2 separate regions of the Mus musculus genome follow, and region 2 is linked to region 1. A link is a contact called in public Hi-C data. All regions are on one chromosome and are shown on one strand. Each heading gives the region's core, a stretch centred on a gene start, on an enhancer-like site or on the middle of the called end of the contact. The rest is flanking DNA. Distances are from core to core; before and after follow the strand shown.

Evidence for each region. A called contact is a pair of places that touch in the nucleus more often than the background predicts.
Region 2: a contact with region 1 is called in a Hi-C map of the P5424 cell line, with 2.6 times the contacts expected there. The contact joins two enhancer-like sites. A contact is called at or near these places in 12 of 39 promoter capture datasets (the 3T3-L1 cell line, the C10 cell line, the HPC-7 cell line and 8 more), 1 of 15 datasets of contacts at CTCF or cohesin (large pre-B cells), 21 of 484 Hi-C or Micro-C datasets (the G1E-ER4 cell line, the HPC-7 cell line, the N1E-115 cell line and 12 more), 2 of 115 datasets of contacts at active chromatin or transcription factors (bone marrow-derived dendritic cells and pancreatic cancer cells) and 1 of 9 other capture datasets (embryonic stem cells).

The regions. Positions count from the first base shown.
Region 1 is chr14:21,140,885-21,145,590 of GRCm38.p6, reverse strand. The region is part of intron 3 of Adk (adenosine kinase); the gene reads right to left. Among named protein-coding and RNA genes, the nearest start is that of Adk, 91 kb to the right of the region's middle. Within about 2 kb of position 1,745, at least 26 of the 459 cell types and tissues checked have an H3K27ac peak or open chromatin away from gene starts, as enhancers often do. A contact at or near this core is called in the N1E-115 cell line and the P5424 cell line, where this site is marked.
Region 2 is chr14:21,439,387-21,443,888 of GRCm38.p6, reverse strand. The region is part of intron 10 of Adk (adenosine kinase); the gene reads right to left. Among named protein-coding and RNA genes, the nearest start is that of Gm52152, 23 kb to the right of the region's middle. Within about 2 kb of position 3,153, at least 46 of the 459 cell types and tissues checked have an H3K27ac peak or open chromatin away from gene starts, as enhancers often do. A contact at or near this core is called in the N1E-115 cell line and the P5424 cell line, where this site is marked.

The DNA.
Region 1 (4,706 bases), core at 496-2,995:
AGTGCCTCTATCTACAAAAGATAAACTGACAACAGAAAAATGTTTCAGTAGCAGAAAGGCTAACACAGACTTGGCAAGCTAAACTAGAACTTTCCATTTTATTCTCCTTCTTGGATCTTAGACGGCAAGGAACAATACCATCCTAGATCCAAGGTGATCAAAGAAACAACCAAACATCAACATAAAGAAACATCACTACAAAACTTTTTAACAGTGACTGAGTTGACAAGGCCTACCCCATGCAATTAATGTCATTTAATGTCCCTCTATTAAACAAAAAGGCTAAGATCACCATACATTTGAATGCAACTGCTGAGAAAGAGAAAATCAAATCTAAAAAGTAATGGAAAATTGGAGAAAAATAAGACACCATGGAACAAAAGAGAAAGAAAAAAAAAAACCACTTAGCATTCTCAGAGAAATGCAGGTAAGTACTGCACCCATGAAACAAGAACCAAGTCTATTTTAAATTTAAGGGAGAAAATAAAGTATTTGTTTTTTAAATGTTAAGTCTTTCTCACTCTCTGAATCTTTTAAAATACTACTATTCAATTACTGCATGCATGCATGCTTGTATGCACGAATGTACCATGGCTTACATGTAAAGGTTGAATTCTCTCCTTCCACTGTGTGAGACCTGAAGAATCAACTCAGGTCTCAGGCTTGCAAGCATGAAACTTTACTTGCTGAGACATTTTACCAGGCTACATACTTTGAATATTAATAATACAAAGAAGTATTTAAAAAATTCTCAAAAGTTAAAAAAATATAACATAGATTACTTTGGGATTACATTTATAAAAAATAATCCAAGATGCCCAAATTTTGAAAATATGTTTCTAAAGCACCAAGAGTTAAGAGTAGGGAGATGGCTCCGGGCTAGGAGTGCTTGCTGCTCTTCCAGAGGGCCAGAGTACAGTTCCCACCACCCACAACTCCCACTCTATGGGAGCCAACAGAGGTGCATGCTACTACTTAATATCACACTAGAATATTAGCAGCACCATTAAACGAAAGGAGGAGAATGACAACTGTAAGTACTGGAAATCTAAGAGAGATTAATTAGTACTTACACTTCATATTGTTGAGTTGCTGAAAAAAGATACAAAGAAAACAAGTCAGGCATGTGGGAATATTCTTGCTGTACTCCCACTGCTCAAAAGGCCAAGGTGGGAGGATTGCCAGTTTGAGATCAAGTTTAAGTCAGCCAGGGTTACATAGCAGGTATCCTATCTCCAAACCAACACATAGACACAGACAGACAGACAGGCAGACAGACAGGCAGACAGACAAACAGACACACACACAGACTCTCTCTCTCTCTCTCTCTCTCTCTCTCTCACACACACACACACACACAGACTCTCTCTCTCTCTCTCTCACACACACACACACACATACACACACACAAAGAAGACAAGGAGGAGGAAGCTGATGCCTTAAGAGAGAGTCTGAGAGAAGGAAAAGCATATATGTAATAGAGTGGGCTGAAGGTCAGATTAAGTTATCTAAAAAGAGAATGTTAAAACAAAAATAAGAAAGAGAAGATTAATTCAAAGTAAACAAATTCAGCCATCATCGTGAACAAGCCTCGAAGCAGCCGTCCCTGGAGTGCCAAGAGAGGACCACAGTTCTAACATCACTACTGCAGCCAATGAACCGTGGAGCACAGCTGGGAGGATGGGAAGTTTGGGGCAAGCTTGGGCAACTGAGTTTCCTTTGCCAAGGTGTGGGGTTGGGAGGGAAAAAAACAACCTAGAGCAGAAACCGGCTCAGTGAGGGACTGTATTACACTTCTGAACTAAGGAACTGTGGGTTCATGAGAAGACAGAGCTTTTTATAAAGGGTTCATAAGATAGAGCGTTAAGTCCTGGGGGTTTGTTACAGCTGCAACAGGAAACTAACATACTCTCCCTTGCCAGAGTAGTCAAGTGCTGCCCCCTAGCATTTACACTTCGAGCTACACTATGGAGACCAGATTGATACAGATCCTATGTCATCAAATCCAACCTGCAGAACAAGAAAGCCTTCACACAACTTCTCTGTGATGCAGGGTCCTCATTTCTAACCCTTTGATGGCTTGCTCCATTGAATGCCATGCAGCTGCCATCTCTACAGTTAAAATGGGCAACAGTTTTGCTCAAGTCTCCAAGAGCCAATGCAGTGATGTATCTGAACTCGTTTGAGAGCCTTTGCCAGGGTGTTAATTGCTGTGGTACTGAAGATTGTTCCCCTGTTAACGACGCTTTGGCTTTGATGTTGACCAAAAATTAGAGGTTCAGAGGACTCATGTGCGGCTTAATGATGGGATGTATTCAGAAAAACATATAAGGAGATTTTTGTCACTGTGCAACACTAGAGTTATCTAATCAGAAGGAACAGCCTGCTACAAATCTAGGTGCATGAATTGGCTATCTGCTCCCAGACTATAATCATGCGTAACATATTATACTATTGAATACTGCAGGCAGCTACAATGCAACTGGAGGTATTTATAGAAAAGATACCATAAAAATACAATACGAAAGACAAAATATGGTGCTGTCCTCACCAATGGAGCATGCAACATTGGAAGTTACTGTGAGAGAGACAGTGGGTGAGTTTTGAGTGCTGAGTCAGACACACTGTGTTTTAGAACTGCTTAACACAGCCCACTATGTTACAAAAGCCTTTATTTTCATCTTTAGGTGTGTGTGTGTGTGTGTGTGTGTGTGTGTGTGTGTGTGTTTGCTCATGTGTGGGCATGCAGATATTGCAACATAAGGATGGAGATCAGAAGTCAGCTTGTGGAATATGGTTCTCTGCTTCTGTCATGTGAGTCCCTGTAACTGAACAGGTCACGAGGCTTTGTGGCAAGGGCCTTACCACCTGATGAGCCACCTTTCCAGCCCAATTTATTCTTTTAATAACATTCAGATTACTATCAACTTTTATATTTAATTTTCTTCTTTGTACTAACTTAAGACACAAAATATATTGTACTGCTGTATACAAAATGTTTAATTTCCTTCTGACCTTATTTCATGAGCATTTTCCTACTTTGAATTTCTTGTGAGATGGGGGGGAATAGTCTTTTGCAGTATCTCACACATACGAGGGGAGCCTTCTGCAGCAGAGCCACATCCACAGCTACCTTTTCTTCTATTTTTTTTTTCCCAGTGTACCAAGTGCTTGTTTAGAGGAGACACCCCAGCACTCTCTGCAGAGGGAGTAAGCATGGTAAAAACCCTGCAAGAGGTTCACTGTAGCCCACTACTACTGTAGCCCACTACTACTGTAGACAACTACTGGGCTGAAGCACACATACTCCAAACACCAAGCCAACTGACCAAAGGTTTTTTTGTAAACTGAGAACCGCACTGTATGTGAATAAGCAAGTGCTTGCGTGACAACTGGCAAGATAATCAAACAGCAAAGTGACGTAAGGAGACTTACATCAAACCAACAGAAACGAAATACATACGACTTTTAACTATTTCAAAAGGAGCAGTAAAATGTCAGCACTAGAGAGACCATAAAATGAGACATTTATAATGCAACAGAAATGAGTGGAAACAGCCTCGTATCTCCTACGAGGAAAATTAACTTTATATGTAACATTCAGCAAAGCAAAAATTATTAGCAACATCTCCCCTTTATGCAAATAACTACTTATATTTTGACTTAGTCACATTAAAGACAGTAAACAAATCATCTGCACATCATAACATAAGTACATTCAGAATAATTAAGGTTTCTCAGCATGTTAAACCCCTGCAAACGGTTTCCTATCAGAGTTTAGGATGCAGTCGGTTTTCATTCAGACAACAAGGACTTACTTGCTTCATATCAATGGAAAGTTCAAGCTAATAGGAAAACGAAGAGTGCTTTCTCATACCAAATAATTGTCATTCTGATAAACTCTACTAGGAAAAAATTATGTGTCCAAAAACAAAATTTAGCCGGGCGTGGTGGCGCACGCCTTTAATCCCAGCACTTGGGAGGCAGAGACAGGCGGATTTCTAAGTTCAAGGCCAGCCTGGTGTACAGACTGAGTTTCAGGACAGTCAGGGCTACACTGTCTCGAAAACAAACAAACAAACAAAAACACAAAAACAAAACCTGTCTTTAAATGTATAGAAATAAAAATGTGGAATAGATATGCTTCGAATTTCAAAGCATGAAAACATAAATGGGTTAAGTGCTTAATCAATAGTGTTAGAAATAAAATTTCCAACACTTATTTCCTGCCAAATACTAACCGGGGTCTGTTCTGTTTCCAGGCCTCCTTAAACAACTGCCAATTTGGAGGTATCAAACCCCTACAAGTTGATATTAAGATAAATAAATGACCCACGAATGGAAATACTCTTCATATTTCCAGAAGCCTCTACTCCTAAGGAGGTTCAGTCCGTCCGTGTTCCGTCCGTGGTACATCACTGCCAAACAGAAGACTGTACTGTTATCCCTGCTCCTGCCTCACACATGCCATGGGCTTTGTCTTCTAAAATACTTGTTTCTCTACACTTAAAAATTGATCTTGAGAAATAACTGTCCTGTAGAGATCTCTGCACAGGTGCCTTTAGAAACCTTTAACTGGGGAGTTATATTCTATGTCACTGTTTCATGCCCACTTTATGGACATAATCTTACTTAAAGGGACTTAAGCCTCAAGTACTACCCTCCTCCTTAACAAGCTTGATCCTCGGGTTCTCCACGTTGATAGA
Region 2 (4,502 bases), core at 1,904-4,403, 300 kb before region 1:
TGGGCACACAGCTCAGCGGCAGCACGGGGCCATCCTGTGAGAGGCCCCATGTTCATTTCCCCAGCACTGCAAACAAAAGCCAACCAATCAACCCCAAAGCTAAACAAAACTAAGACTATGGCATCTGAGAAATCTTTGACTTTGGTCTACTGACACCAACTTCAGAAGTCCTCTGCCGCTGTGATGACCCCCTAGCCCCTAAGTAAAGTCTTTCACAGAAGACAGAATAATTTGGACTTCATTAAAATTGCTTTGTTTAAGAAGTAACTCAATAACAAACAAAACAAAAACAAACAAAACCTGCAAAGGGAAACATGCCAAATTCACATAGGGTGTAGTAGCACCATAATCCATTAAAGGCATGCAGCTGGGAATCGCAGTAATGTGGCTGCCACTCGCTAAGGCAACATCAGCAAGACGATCTGCACGGAGCCAGGGCAAGGGTGTGCATCCTCCAGACCTTGAGCACTCTGGCTTAGGGAATGTTAAGGAGGCTTCAGTTATTATCATTGCTTGAGTGTATGACCTGTGCGGGCACACGGGGGCCTCTGAGGACAACCTGTGGAGTTGGTTCTTTCCTTCCATCTTTGAGTTTAGGGACTGAGTGCAAGTTGTCAGGCTTGCTAAGCAAGTGCCTTGACCCAGTGAACCATCTTACCAGCCCTCGGAATGTAAAATGATAAGACCACTTTGGAAATTCATCAGTGCCTGAAAAAGTTAACTTTGGGGCTGGAGAGATGGATGGCGTAGTGGTTAAAAATGCAAGTTTTCTGTTCTTCCAGAAGACCATGGTTCCATTCCCAGCACCCACATGGCAACTTGTAACTGTTTGTTAACTCTAGCTCCAAGGGCTCCAATGCCCTCTTCTGGCCTTCTAGGGCACTAAGCACATGTGTGGTGCACAGACATAGGTGCCGGCAAGCACTCATACATACAAAATAGAAACAAATATTGTCTGAAAACGTTAAATTTACCTACTCTATGCCTCAGTCATCCTATCTCCAGATGTTTGCTCAGGGTAAATGAATGCAGATGCGCCTGGACTTGTAAATGAGTGCTCACAGCAGCCTTGCTGTGTCTGACAGTTTCCAGGGGAGGAAATCCGAATGTCTGAGTGGGGGCAGGAAAGAGTTCTGGACAGGCATGGGATGGTGGGTGTGCCCACAGTGAAGGGCACACTGCATGTCAAAGTTTATAAAACAGAACTTTAACACAGAAGAAAGGAGAGAAAGGACAGGACGGGAAGGAAGGACAGGAAAGAAGGGAAGGGATGGGAAGGGGTGGGGAGGGGAGGGGAGAGGAGGGGAGGAAAGGGGAGGGAAGGGGGGAGGGAGGGAAGGAAGGAAGGAAGGAAGGAAGGAAGGAAGGAAGGAAGGAAGGAAGGAAGGAAGGAAAAAGGTGTAGTCACTAATAAGATAGATCAAAACCAGAAAAACCTGTGCTACTGCCTCTGGGGAACCTGAGCTGTCTCTGAGCTCAAATATTCAGGACAGGATAATGAGAAACTGTTGTGCTAGTGGACTTCCGGCCTTCCCTGAGGCCCAGGCAGCCTAGGGTGCAGGGTGGAGCTGGAGGTTAATGTGAAGCTGGGCTACCACGGCCTGCAGAGAGCACACCAGATTGATGCCCTTCCTCTTTTCCCTGGCCAGGCCTGGGAAATGCTCCGTAGGTGATAAAATGTTTGCCCAATTACAGAAGAGAATTAATTTGGCTAATAGAATGATGCCTTTGGAAGAATGTGAACTCATTCTCTCAAGAGTATTTTTTTTCACGGTTTACAGGTAACAGGCAAAGGTCAGTATAAACTTTCTGCCAAACTCTGAGACTGAAATGTTCAGCCCACACAGCGAATGGGGCAGACGCCAGGTTCAGAGTGCGATCAGCTTACAATGGAAACACATCTATTAGAACCCTTATGAGCAACATCTGTTTTCCTCATTCTTCCTGCCATGATCTTTGTGAGAAAAGCTCATGTTGTGGAACATTCTGTGAGGCTAAGTGCTGGCACCCTCCTTCTGAGAGGAGAGCCAGCTGACGGATGCGTGGCTGTGCACTGAAGTCCCATTTACTCTGACAAGGAAAACCTGGATGCCAACAAAAGCGAAGACCTTTGGACCCTGCAGAGTCTCAGCTTTTCAATAATCTATTCTTAAAACCTAGCAAAGATGAACTACAGATAGTGCATAATCAATTAGAGGTGGGGCCTTCACGAAGTAGTCTTTATTAATCATAAAGAATGTATAAATTTACCTAATGTTCATATTTATATTTAAAAATGAGAGGGAATTCCTTTATAATGTGAATGAATTAACAGCCTAAGCGCCCCCCTCCCAGCCCTCAGATTGGGCCTTACTGTGTAGCTCTGGCTGGTTTGGAACAACCTATGTAGAGCAGGCTGGCCTCCAACTCAGTGTGATCCACTTACTTCTGCCTCCCTAGCGCTGGGATTGAAGGCATGTGCACCATACCAAGCTTCTAAGATGCCTGCACCTTGAAAAATATATGTAACATAAAACTGACTACTTTACAAATATATTTTTTTACATTAAGTGTGTTGTGCCATGGCGAGTATGTGGAGGTTAGAGGACAATTTGCTGGAGTCAGTTCTCCCCTTGGACCATATGGATCTGGGTATTGAACTCAGAGGCCCCACGGCAGGCACCTTTACACAGTGAGCCACTTTGTCAGCCCCATTCACTTATTTCTTCTTTTGGAAAATTTATTTTTATGTGTACCGTGTTATTGCCCGTGTGTATAGTTATTTGCCATGTGCCTGGTGCCCTTGGAGGCCGGAAGAGGGAATCAGATCCCCTGGTCCAGGAATCATGGAGGGTTGTGAAGTGCCATCAAACTTGGGTCCTATGCAAGAGTGTCCAGTGCTCTTAACCAGTGACTTATCACTGCAGCCCCATTTACCACCTCTTACTGGCTTGGTCATATTGAGTAGCATAGACCATGGCTTGCGTACTCATTTACCTACAGGCTGAAGAGCATGCTGGTTGCTTCTTAGTCTTGTCATTTATGGGTAAAACTGCTATACACATTTGTGTACAGGTTTTTGTGCAGACATAAGTTTTCAGCTCATTTGGGCAGCCAAGGAACACAATTGCTGGATCATATGGTAAGCATATGTGTAGTGTGTAAGGAACTGCCAGACTGTATTCCCAAGTGGCCATCCTAGTTTTCATTTTCACCAGCAGTGAATCAGAGTTTCTGGGGCTGCACATCTTTGCCATGTATGACACACACACAAACTCAAGATGCTGGTGAAACGAGATGAGAAATGTCTTCCTCTCTGTTTTAGACAGTATCTCACATGGCCCTAGTTGGTCCTAGGTATGTTCTGTCTCTGTCTCTCTCTGTATCTCTGTCTCTCTGTCTGTCTCTGTCTGTGTGACTCTGACTCTCCCTCTCTCTGTCTCTCTCTGTCTGTCTATCTGTCTGTGTGTCTCTGCCTCTCTCTGTCTCTTTCTGTCTCTGTCTGTCTGTCTGTGTGACTCTGTCTGTCTGTCTCTGGCTGAGATAGCTTTGGATCCCTGGTCTTCCCAAGGGCTTACAGGTGCCTGCCTCCTCATCTGGCTGATTTTCCCTTTATTATTGTTTTTAATGTTGATTCAGGCCTAGTGGTGCTGGCTTGTGATCCTAGTCACCAGAAGACTGAGGCAGGGACAAGTCTACCTTAGAAGACATAGTAAGATCCTGTCTCAACTACCACAACCAAACAAGCCCTCTCCCCCATGTTTACTTAAAGAGAAACTCTTCCAAACAGCAGAGAGTGCAGGGCCTCTGCACTGTACCCAACCCCAGCGGCTCCTCAACCTTCTCAGCATCCTCTCAGCTGCAGGCTCGGTAGCTTCAGAAGGTCACATGACTCAACCCCAGCTCTGCAGCTGTTGGCTGTGGCTTTGGTTTCAGTCCTCTGGACAGGTCCAACGATCTAATTAATCCTTTGCTTTCCTGACTGCTCTGATGTGGTGATTTCCTCACTGCCTCTGTCCCTGGCCTCACTCCAGCTTGTTCACTGAAGTTATCGATGCTCTTTATATGTAAGTAATATCAAACTTCACATTGTACAGTAGTGACAAGTTAATTACATAGTTATTAAGAGATAATGTGGGAGCAGTAACACAAGTTATCATGTAATTACCTTTGTTCTTAAAGGCATCACCATGCAATTAAAGCAAACCCGATACGATATTTTAGCAAGCAATAGCCTGTCTACATGTGCGCACACACACATTGCTCTCTGTCATTTCCAGGTCAATTTAGTCTTTTGCTTTTAAAAAAAGACACCTGCCCTTTAGAAGCTGGGTGTGGTAGCTGAGTGTTACATAGTGAACTCCAGGCTGGTCTGGGCTACTGAGTTTCCCTGATTTTCCTTTGTATCTGGTTGTGGGTGTCCCTGATCACAGAGTTCTGGTGTTAGAATTAAAGGTACACAATACTATGCCTGGGGAACTTGCTTTAAAACAAACAAACAAACAAACAAACACAAAGATGCC